Regions from separate parts of the Mus musculus genome. Here all the other regions are linked to region 2. A link is a contact called in public HiChIP or PLAC-seq and promoter capture Hi-C data. All regions are on one chromosome and are shown on one strand. Each heading gives the region's core, a stretch centred on a gene start, on an enhancer-like site or on the middle of the called end of the contact. The rest is flanking DNA. Distances are from core to core; before and after follow the strand shown.

Region 1 (3,194 bases), core at 194-2,693, 590 kb before region 2:
AGGACAACTCCACCACACAGGCAACAGAATCACCCAGATTACAGGTCTCCTGGCAAGGATGGCAAGTCTGGGTTGTCAGCTTCAGTTGAGGCACTGCCTCCATCAGATTGTGGGAATGTCTGTGAGTGTGTGTTCTTGAGTATGACCTGAGAGAGGAAGGCCCAGCCCACTGTGGGTGGAGCCATCCCTAGGTAGGTGGTCTACCTGTGTAAACAAGGGAAGCTGAGTAAGGCAAGAGAAGCAAGCCAGTAAGCAGCATCCCTCCATGGTTTCTACTTCAGTTCCTGCCTCTGGGTTACAACTTGAGCTGCCTTAATGATGGGCTATAACCTGTAAGATGCAAGAAGCCTTCTCCTCCGACAGTTGCTTTTGATCTTGGTTTTATTACAGAAGTAAACTAATGCACTGTCCATAATAGACAGTTACATGAAGCACATACTAAACTAGACTAACTTTGATGGAGCCCTGCAACTTGATCCAATTAAGGACACCCGGCAAATTCAGCTTAGTGGACAGATACCCAAACTGATGTACTTATTGATTCAATTACCTTCACTTTGAGAAGATCAATAGTGTCCTAATCTAGCTCTCTGCTTCTTGGATATTTCTGCCTTATTTAAGGCATTCCTTCCCCACAAACGAACTACAGGACTTAAGAGCAATTGCCACTTAACATAAAAAAAAAAAAAGTGTTACCGATACCGAAGAAAGCTGCCTCCTCACTACACATCAAAGCAAAACACTGATGTAAGGAAGGAAACAAAGATGGAAAAGATTTGAAATGGACGCCTCTAAACGGCACAGCTCAGGATGGGAAATGACTGAAGCCCACCCTTTCAACAGTCCAGGTCCAGGATACAACTGTGAACTCCTAGCTAAAAAAGGGGGAGCAGGGGAGGCTATGTCCGAAGATAACATACACAAAATAAAGTCTACGTGCCCAAGATCTACCTCCTTCCATACCATGAGTTCAACTGTCCCTTCCCTAACCTTAGACTTCCTGGGAGCCCCCGGGAAGCCCCCGAATCAGCAAATCCTGACAACAGCAAACATTCCTCGCCGCACATCTTCCCGAGGCTCATCTCAGTCCCTCTGTGGGCTTCACCATCCGCTCCCTCTCCATGTTTATCACCCCCTTGTGCTGAAATCAAGACTTCATTACCAGGGTTACCGACTGCTACCCCCGACTTTCACCCCACCCCGGCGCCTGTGGGTCTCGGGCTCAGTCGTCGCTGCCCAGGCCTCTAGCACTTACCAGGTCTCCGCCTCCCATGATGGTGGAGACGGTTCTTCAGTCTGTGGACCTGAAAGATTCAGCGAAGGCAGAGAGGAAACCTAGGGAAACAGTTCAGAGACGGCCTCTCGGGACCTAATCCCTACAGGAACCAGCTGCCCTTTTCCCCGCCCGCTCTAGCTCGCACTTCCGGGGTGGTGTCATATGACTGCGTCAGCGTCTCGGCTCGATGACGTTTGGTATGAGCGCTAAGTCTACGTGAACCTAGAGTCGCAAGTACTTTCTACCCTCCGTCAGTTTTGGTGGCCTCTTTTTGGTTGCCTCACGTAAGCCCCTGGCCCCAACTGTTGAAAAGCCATAGGCGGGTTCTGTTGCCTTGGCAACGCATCAGGGCTCTGCCGTAGAAGCGAGACAGTGTAAGACCTCAGTATCTGCCAACTTAGGCCGCCTCCCCATCTCACCGCTACACCAGGGTTTCCAAACCAGCTTTTCGGCCAGCTCCCTCATTCCCGGCATGTTTTATAGAAATAGATGCTATCAAACAAAATCCCAAAAGCCAGATGTCATGGCACACCCCCAGTCATCTCCCACGCTTGGTAGATGGAAACTGGCCAGCTCTGGCACAAAGTTTGAGATCATTCTGGTCTGGAAATACCTATTTTTATTATTTTATTTATTTTTGTTTCCTAGACAGTGTCTTTCTATGTAAAACCCTGGCTATCTGGGGACAGTGTAGATCAGGCTGGCCTTGAACTCAGATCTATACCACTTGCTTCTGTCACCAGAATGCTGGAATTACAGACTTGCTAAACTATAGCCAGCTTGTGTCTTTATTTTTATTTTTTAAGATTTATTTATGGGCCTGTCAGTAGTGGCACACGCCTTTGGTCCCAGCACTTGGGAGGCAGAGGCAGGCAGATTTCTGAGTTCAAGGCCAGCCTGGTCTACAGAGTGAGTTCCAAGGACAGTCAGAGCTACACAGAGAAACCTTGTCTCAAAAAAAAAAAAAAAAAAAAGAAAGAAAGAAAGAAAGAAAGAAAAGAAAAGAAGAAGAAGAAGAAAAGATTTATATATAAATAAGTACATTGTTGCTGTCTTTAGACACAACAGAAGAGGGTATCAGTTCTCATTATGGATGAGTTTGTGAGTCACCAGGACCTTTTTTATTTTGGTTTTTCAGAGACAGGGTTTCTCTGTGTAGCCCTGGCTGTCCTGGAACTCACTCTGTAGACCAGGCTGGCCTCGAACTCAGAAATCTGCCTGCCTCTGCCTCCTGAGTGCTGGGATTAAAGGCGTGTGCCACCACCCACCCCCCCACACCCACCCCCGGCCACCAGGACCTTTTGAAGAGCAGTCAGTTGTCTTACCCACCAAGCCATCTCGCCAGCCCTTGTGTTTTTATTTTTGAGTTGTTAGAATTAAAGAACTGGAGTGATGGCTCAGCCATTAAGAACACTGGCTCCGAGCTGGTCGTGGTGGCACATGCCTTTAATTCCAGCACTCGGGAGGCAGAGGCAGGTGGATTTCTGAGTTTGAGGCCAGCTTGGTCTACAAAGTAAGTTCCAGGACACCCAGGGCTACACAGAGAAACCCTGTCTTGAAAAACAAAACAAATTCAGCCGGTGGTTCGGGGAGACATACCTTCCACCTTAGACCATGGCCAAGTTCATCCGTAACTTCGCGGAGAAGGCACCGTCGATGGTAGCCGCTGCCGTGACTTACTCGAAGCCTCGATTGGCCACATTTTGGCACTACACCAAGGTTGAGCTGGTTCCCCCAACCCCTGCTGAAATCCCTACAGCTATTCAGAGTGTGAAAAAAATCATTCAAAGTGCTAAAACTGGTAGCTTCAAACACCTTAGAGTTAAGGAAGCTGTGCTGAATGGTTTGGTGGCCACTGAGGTGTGGATGTGGTTTTATATCGGAGAGATCATAGGCAAACGTGGCATTGTTGGCTATG
Region 2 (3,280 bases), core at 383-2,882:
ACATAATATTTCCTTTGGAAAAGTGCCCATGAACTAAGTTACAATCACGGGGACAGAAGTCCAGGCCAGTGTTCTGCCCGTTATGCAGCAATGGATGTCTCAGAAGCTCAACCTCAAGCCATCAGAGAGCACCAGAGGGGCACTCAGCCTATGTATGTATGCCCTCTCTTTCAGTGGGGCAGAAGCCTACTTGTGGCCGGGGTCTGGAGGGGCCCTGGGAGCGCCCACCTCCTCTGGATGAGCCCCAGAGAGATGGAAACTCTGAGGACCAAGTGGAAGGCAGAGCAACACTAAGTGGTGAGCTTTGGAGTGTGGGCTGGGGAGGTGGGTGGGAACCTCATGGGCCAAGCCTGGCCTTGAGTCCTCTTTATTTGTCTTTCAGAGCCTGGAGAGGAACCTCAGCATCCCAGCCCCCCCTGAGCCTGGCACATAAGCTCAGAGCCCTGTATCTCCCAGGAGGAAGTGTTCCCCAGAAACCCACTCTGTCCCCACCCTCCTTTGTACCCTGTCTTTCACCTGCTAGGGCTGCGGCTTCTGACTTTTAGAAGACTAAGGCTGGTCTCTGTTTGCTTTGGCTGAAGCCCAGAGTCCCCAATGCCTTTCCCTGCCAGTCATTCTTCTATTTACCCGGTGGGAGTAGGGAGGTGAGAGAGCCCACACTGGAAACCCCAGAAGGCCATAAACAACCATTTATTCTCCACAAGTCCCCTCCCTCTCCAGATTCTCTCCCCTGGGCACAGGAGACCCACAGGGCAGGTCCTAAGATCTGGGGAAAGGAGGTACTGAGAGCCTACAGGTGCCCTGAGATCTCCTCCTTCCCCTACCAGTGGTGGGCGTTGAGTCCCCAACCCTCTCATAGACTTCAACCAGGGCTCAGGTCTCACGCATTCTTTGCAGAGCCTCAACATGTCCCTCCCTTAGTATCCCATTCCTGCTGGGTGCCTGCAAGATGGACTGGCAGAGGCTGCTTGCTGCGTTTTGTTTGTGCTTTGGTGCCAGGAATGCACTTACTATCTGTCCTTAGGGGGCCACACAGTGGGGGGAGCCTGGTTCTCCTTGTCCTCCAGCAACTTGGTTCCCTTCCCCTTCTTCCCTTACTCTAGGCCTGAACCCCTCCTACGCTGTAATAAATCTTTGTAAATAATTGTCCTGAGACTCCTCTTTCAGGGGAGGGAGGAGAGACCGGGAAGTAATGGTATGTTCTGACAGGAAAAATGGTGGTTATCTTAGGGTCAGGATCTTGCCTCTCGTGTCCAGCCCTTCCCAGGAAGGAGCCTTTCCTGCAGGCTATACGCATGGCAGACATACTAGCTCCTGAGGGAGATGGCTAAAAGCCAGGGGAGAACAAAGGTCCTTTAAATATGTGTGATGGATGTGGTGCTGCGCGTCAGTAATCTCAGAACTTGGAAGGCTGAGTTCGTGGCCAACCTGAGAACGTCTCAAAAACGAAAAATGGATTTCTCCAAGGGACTTGTGCTCACAAATCGGCCCTCACACAGTTCCCCTTCACTCCACAGTGTCAGGCCTGTATGATCTAATAACCAAGACACCCTGGGGTTTTATCCCTTGCTCCTGCACGGTCTTACACAGTTTAACTTCGGTTGTGGCTCCGCTTCCGGACCTCGTCTCCGAGAGAGGGGCGGACCGGGGCGGAGCTTCAGGGTCACACGAATCCCGATTGGCTTTGGGGGCGGGCTCGGGGGGGCGGGTTGGCTTTGGGGGCGGGCTCGGGGGGGACGGGCTCAGCGGCGGAAGTAGCGCCGCCGGGAGCTCTCCTTCCGCTCTGAGGAGTTGCCAGGCCGTGGAGCGGGACTGCGGCTGAGGCAGGAAGAGTGGGGGCCGTGGTGACATGAAGCAGGTGGGTTGTGCGGCGGTCGCAGGCACCGGGCGGTGGTACAAGAGCTGTCTCTACCCGACGGATCCCGCTTTCCTGCCCGGTGTCCGTCTTTGGTTCGGTCCGACCCAGCCCACACCCCTCGCGCTCCGGGTTCCGCCCCCTTCCTCTCCACTCGCTGCTGCGCGCGCAGGGCTGGGGAGGGGGTGTCTTGGTCTTTACCCGAGAGGGTCCGGAGGACGTCTGCGGCCGCTTTCCTAAGCCTTCTTTATAGTAAGAGGAGAGGCAAGGAGTCGGTATCTAAGTATTATGGGGGACAGAATTGGGTGTGGGAAGGGGCCAGACTCAGGGAAAAACATACTAATCGGCTGCCTCTCTGCCACCCGCTGTTTCCCACAACTTCCGTTGGAAACATCCACGCATAGCTTCCCAACGATATCAGAAAGAAGGCTCTTTAAACTCTTCTCAGAAGTGCTTGCTACTGTTGGCTTTCATTCCTGACATACTTCCACCCTTTGACTCCCCAATATTTCCTGATTTTTCCTCTTACCTCTCTGACAAGAGGGCAGAAGAATCTCTTTACGTTCACGCTGGCCCAACCCGCCTCACTGTGCATTGATCCTGGATGGCCTCATCCACTGTTGTCGCATCAAGTTCACGTTCACTGAATATTCAGATGGACGATAGCAGCACATCCCCTTCCTGGGCTCCAAATTAGCTGCCTGTCAATTATGCCTATGGGATACCTTCACTTTGGGATGATCTCACAGGTTTCAAACGTGAGCTGATCTTTTCTCTGTAAATTTATCCTTCCACTCTTGTCTTATCCAGGAGAAAAACTCCGGAATTGCCTTAACATCTTTTAACCCTGTTTGCTCAGAGGTGCCAGTATAGCTAACTCCCTGAACCTTCTCTGTCACTACCCTTGTTGACGTGTCTCTGGACATTTCCAGCAGCTTGTGGTCCTAATTGCTTGCAGGCAAGTCTTCAGAATCTAGCTCTTGCAGACTTTTATATCACGAGTCTGGTTATGTCACTTGCTTGCTTCCCATTGCCTGTGGGGAAACGACTGTGTGCTTGTTTACTGTAAGATGTGCCTGGCTCACATAGGGTTCTTCGTGTATATAGCAGCACCTCTTTCCTCTCTGATCTGCTGGGCCTCCTCCTGATGTATCCTTCAGGAGTCCTGCTCAGAGAGCACCATCTCCACACTGCCCACCTCCATCTCAAAGGCTGGCCGCCCTGCCCATCTGTGTCCTCTGAACACTCTTAGTGTCATAGCTGACATATAGACCCATGCACCAGCCTGCTTGAGTTTTGATATTGTTTTGAGACCTTGATGAAGTCAGTATCTTCCTTTCCTCTTTTGGAAGATGGAGATAGTAATGTGCCTACCTTGTATAGATGTGAGAATGAATGAAGTACTGTGTAGTGTATGCATCAAGG
Region 3 (3,599 bases), core at 655-3,154, 550 kb after region 2:
CTGCAGACTTCTCTTGAGCTGATGCTTGTTTGTTTGTTTGTTTGTTTGTTTGTTTAAACCTGGTGAATGCATTTCTAGGCTGCAATATGCACATTAAATACAACTTCCCTGCTCCCTCCCCTGTAACTCAGGTAGGTCCTGAGCTACCATCTCCTAAGCTGACTGGACCTATGTTGCTATTTCCAACGACGGTGTGTGGGTAGGTTTTAGGTCCTCAAGTTACAAAGATGTGAGCCAGGGAGGTGCTCTCCGGTTCCACTGCCCTGGGAGAAACAGCATCCAAGCTGAAAACCTCCCTTCCGTGGCCTGTTCTCCATCTACCACGGCAGCTCGTTTTCTTCTGGAGTCAGTGCTTAGCTGCTCGAAAACCTTCACAGAGTGGACCCCTTCACCATCTTGACCTGTTTAGAACCCAACTCTCTTTAATCCTCCATAATTAGGTAGTCAAGAGTTTAGTTTTCTGTCAGACTATTTAAAATGCAAATATCAGCTCTTACAATTAGTTATAAAAACTTCCTAGGGAGCCGGGCGGTGATGGCACACGCCTTTAATCCCAGCACTTGGGATTTCTGAGTTCAAGGCCAGCCTGGTCTACAAAGTGAGTTCCAGGACAGCCAGGGCTATAGAGAAACCCTGTCTCGAAAAATAAACAAACCAAACAAAACCAAAAACCTTCCTCGGGTGCTTATAAAGACTAATTAAGGTGATAGAGGTAAAATAACGAGCTCAGACCCACACACTTACGTTGGCTCTTCCCAGCTATTTGAAATGAGAGGTAACTGGCGATTGTGCTGTTGTGCTCCTACTTGTAGCTTTGTGTCTGTTTTATTTGGTATCAGACAATAAAAGATATATCCTATAGCCAGGTGTGGTGGCGCACACCTTTAATCTCAGCACTTGGGAGGCAGACCCAGACAGATCTCTTGAGTTTAAGGCCAGCCTAGTCTACGTAGTTCCAAGACAGCCAGAGCTACAAATAAAAAGTCTCAGAAAACAATAACAACCAAAACAAAACAAACCAAGAACAAAATCCCATAGACTTTACCATTACCTAGAATTGGGCTCTGGTCTTTAGAAGAACCCGAGTAACCTTGGAGCCTGACCTGCCTGCAAATGGCTGCTCTAGTTACATTTTTCATTAAATGCTCAGCTTGCCTTGCCGATAACTCTTTTCCTTGGGTCCCAGACCCTAGTGCTTGGCCATAAGAGATTTTCAAATTAAAGAGACATAATTTTACTCCCTATGATGTGTAGCTAGATGGATGTTAAGGCAGCACTTGGAATGTATGACCTTGAAATTATACGTTTGGTGTTGCACTTGTTTCTCACTGAGCAAGCGCAAGTCAACAAATAGTGAGATGATGTCAGTTTGCTTAGATAGGTCTAGAACTTGCCCCCCCGCCCCCCAAAAAAATACCCTGGTTCGAGTTATCAGCTCCTCCCCACAGAAAATTCTGTGACCTTATACATTCATTTGCTTCATGCCATACAGGACCGCCCCCCAAAAAGTAGGCCTTGTAGCCCTCTTAAAATCTAGCCCACCAGAATAATGAAAATAGGGATGTTTGGCAGATAAGATGAGCAAAGGTAGCCCAGTAGAATGAGGACGTTAGGCAACGGTGGGGAGGCTGGGTGGAGGACAAAGTAGAAATAAAAATACGGAAGTAGATGTGCGTAGAGGCAAAAAAAAAAAAAAAAAAAAAAAAACTACACTTCCCGCCAGGCTTTACGGCGTGACGCGCTCGTAAACGCGCGCCTTTCCTCCGAGGTCTCAAAAGTTAACGCCCTCCCGGGCGAGTGGGTGTGACTTCGTGGTGGTCGCTGAGACCTGGGGCTGTCCTATTGGCTGCCGGCCGTCACCGGCGAAGGCGTGGTGATGAGTGACAACTAATCAGAAGCCTGGCTGGACTTTGGCGGGAGACGAGAAGGCTGAAGTAGAGCGGCTTTGGCGCGAGTTGACTTTGCAGCTGCTGTAGAATTTGTGGCGGGAGAGTTTTTACGGTGGTGATCGAGACGCGAGGAGTGTGCACTGAGCGACACGGCCCTGAAGAGTGCAAAGCTCCGCGAGGTCTGGTGTCCAGAGAGGTGAGGCTGGTCCGAGCAAGGCCGGTGGAGAGCGGGAAATCGCCTGGGGTCTGAGGCTGGGTCAGGGAGGGGGTTGTGAGCTCTAGAAGCGGTTCGAGCACGCCGCGTTGGGAAGGAGAGAGCTGCTGGGAGGAAACGGTGTAGGGTGGGGTCGGGAGTTTGGTGGAGTGCTGGCTAGTTTTGAGCAGAGGACGCAGCTGCCCTTGCCCAGGACTTGGGAGAGCCTAAAGGTGACGGTCTGGAACCAAACCAGTGCTAAAGACGTCTCACATGTCTGCAGGGAAGGAGCTAAAGTATTATAGAAATAAATGGAGACAGACTTCTGGCATCATACAAGTGTAAGAACTTGGCTTCTGGTCCCAGGGTGCCCAGGGTGATAGCCGTGTGTTTCTGTGACTATCTCTTTAAGAGAGGGCTAATAGTGTCTACATTTGACGTATGGTAAGACTGTAGTGTGTAATATGTGTATAACGGAATGTTACACGTACTAGGCAGACAGACGTTACCCTTTATTACATAGATTTGCATGGGAAGCACAACTAAATGTTAAAAATGCTATGTTAACGTGATTTATGGAGTGCTGGTCCCCAATATAATTATTTATATTGCTCTGTGTGTTTTTCTCTTTGCTCTCCTGATTTTCCTTTGTATCCAGTTGTGTGGCCATCATGCCTCAAACCAGATCCCAGACACAAGCTACCATCGGTTTTCCGAAAAAGAAGCTATCTAATACCCTGAAGAAACCCAATTCCCGGGATTGTGAAGTAAAACTTAGAAACGTCCAGCCTGTACCCACCACTCCGTGTGTGGACGTAAAACTTCTGCCTCTCAGTCCCCGAAAACGTCTGGGTAAGCCCTCCGCTTTGTGAGTGCGACTTTGTGACTGAGCTCTCAGCCTTTCCTGCCTTGATGCTGAGGTGCCTGGCTCTTAAAACCAGAGCTGTATTTGCCTTCATAATGGCTGCCAAGTGTGTACCGAATTTCACGGTTGAGCCGTACACTAGAGATCATTTGCTAAGGAACCTAGGTTTGATCTTCATTTCCTTAGTTCTGTCCTTTACATTTCCCTTGAAGTTATAGTGTTATGGAACTCGCCTGCGTGCTTGTGAAATTAAGAGGAAACAAATAACCCGGGAGGTGGTGAGCTTGCTTTTAATCCCAGCACTCAGAAGGCAGAGGCAGGTGGGTCTCTTGAGTTTGGGGCCAACCTGGTCCACAGAGTGAGTTTCAGGCCAGCCTGGGTTAACCCAGAGAACTCCTGTCTTGAGAAAGAAAAATTTGATGAGATTCTTAATATTTTTTTAATTTTTGCTATCAAATAGTACTTGACAGCCATTTCCGGTTTTCGATGTGTTTGGTGTTTTTGGAGAAATGATCTCTAACTCAGGCTGGCCTGGAACTCGCTTTTGTAGCCCAGGATTGCCTCAGACTTGAGGTCCTTCCCGCGCTACCACGCATACTGTGTGTGGTAATGTTGCAGCTGCTTGGATGTTAGGGGTTGAACCCAAGACCTT

Evidence for each region. Promoter capture Hi-C pulls out the DNA fragments that hold promoters and counts their contacts. HiChIP or PLAC-seq counts read pairs in DNA pulled down with a chosen protein or histone mark.
Region 1: a promoter capture Hi-C map of erythroid cells shows a contact between it and region 2, with 11 times the contacts expected there. The contact joins the promoter of Cwc25 here to the promoter of 1700003D09Rik in region 2. A contact is called at or near these places in 1 of 39 promoter capture datasets (erythroid cells) and 2 of 115 datasets of contacts at active chromatin or transcription factors (microglia and pancreatic cancer cells).
Region 3: a FOXA1 HiChIP or PLAC-seq map of pancreatic cancer cells shows a contact between it and region 2. The contact joins the promoter of Cdc6 here to the promoter of 1700003D09Rik in region 2.

The regions. Positions count from the first base shown.
Region 1 is chr11:97,765,170-97,768,363 of GRCm38.p6, forward strand. Cwc25 (CWC25 spliceosome-associated protein) reads right to left here and starts at 1,444. Exons shown (of 10, transcript NM_026186.4): 1 at 1,256-1,444. The coding sequence starts at 1,273. It also overlaps the pseudogene Atp5l2-ps.
Region 2 is chr11:98,356,651-98,359,930 of GRCm38.p6, forward strand. It overlaps 1700003D09Rik (RIKEN cDNA 1700003D09 gene), which reads right to left and starts at 1,633. Exons shown (of 3, transcript NR_045477.1): 1 at 1,587-1,633. It overlaps Ppp1r1b (protein phosphatase 1, regulatory inhibitor subunit 1B), which reads left to right. Exons shown (of 7, transcript NM_144828.2): 6 at 175-297; 7 at 383-1,146. The coding sequence ends at 420. It overlaps Stard3 (START domain containing 3), which reads left to right and starts at 1,718. Exons shown (of 15, transcript NM_021547.3): 1 at 1,718-1,858.
Region 3 is chr11:98,905,897-98,909,495 of GRCm38.p6, forward strand. It overlaps Cdc6 (cell division cycle 6), which reads left to right and starts at 1,905. Exons shown (of 12, transcript NM_001025779.2): 1 at 1,905-2,085; 2 at 2,741-2,934. The coding sequence starts at 2,754. RefSeq lists an enhancer at 1-745.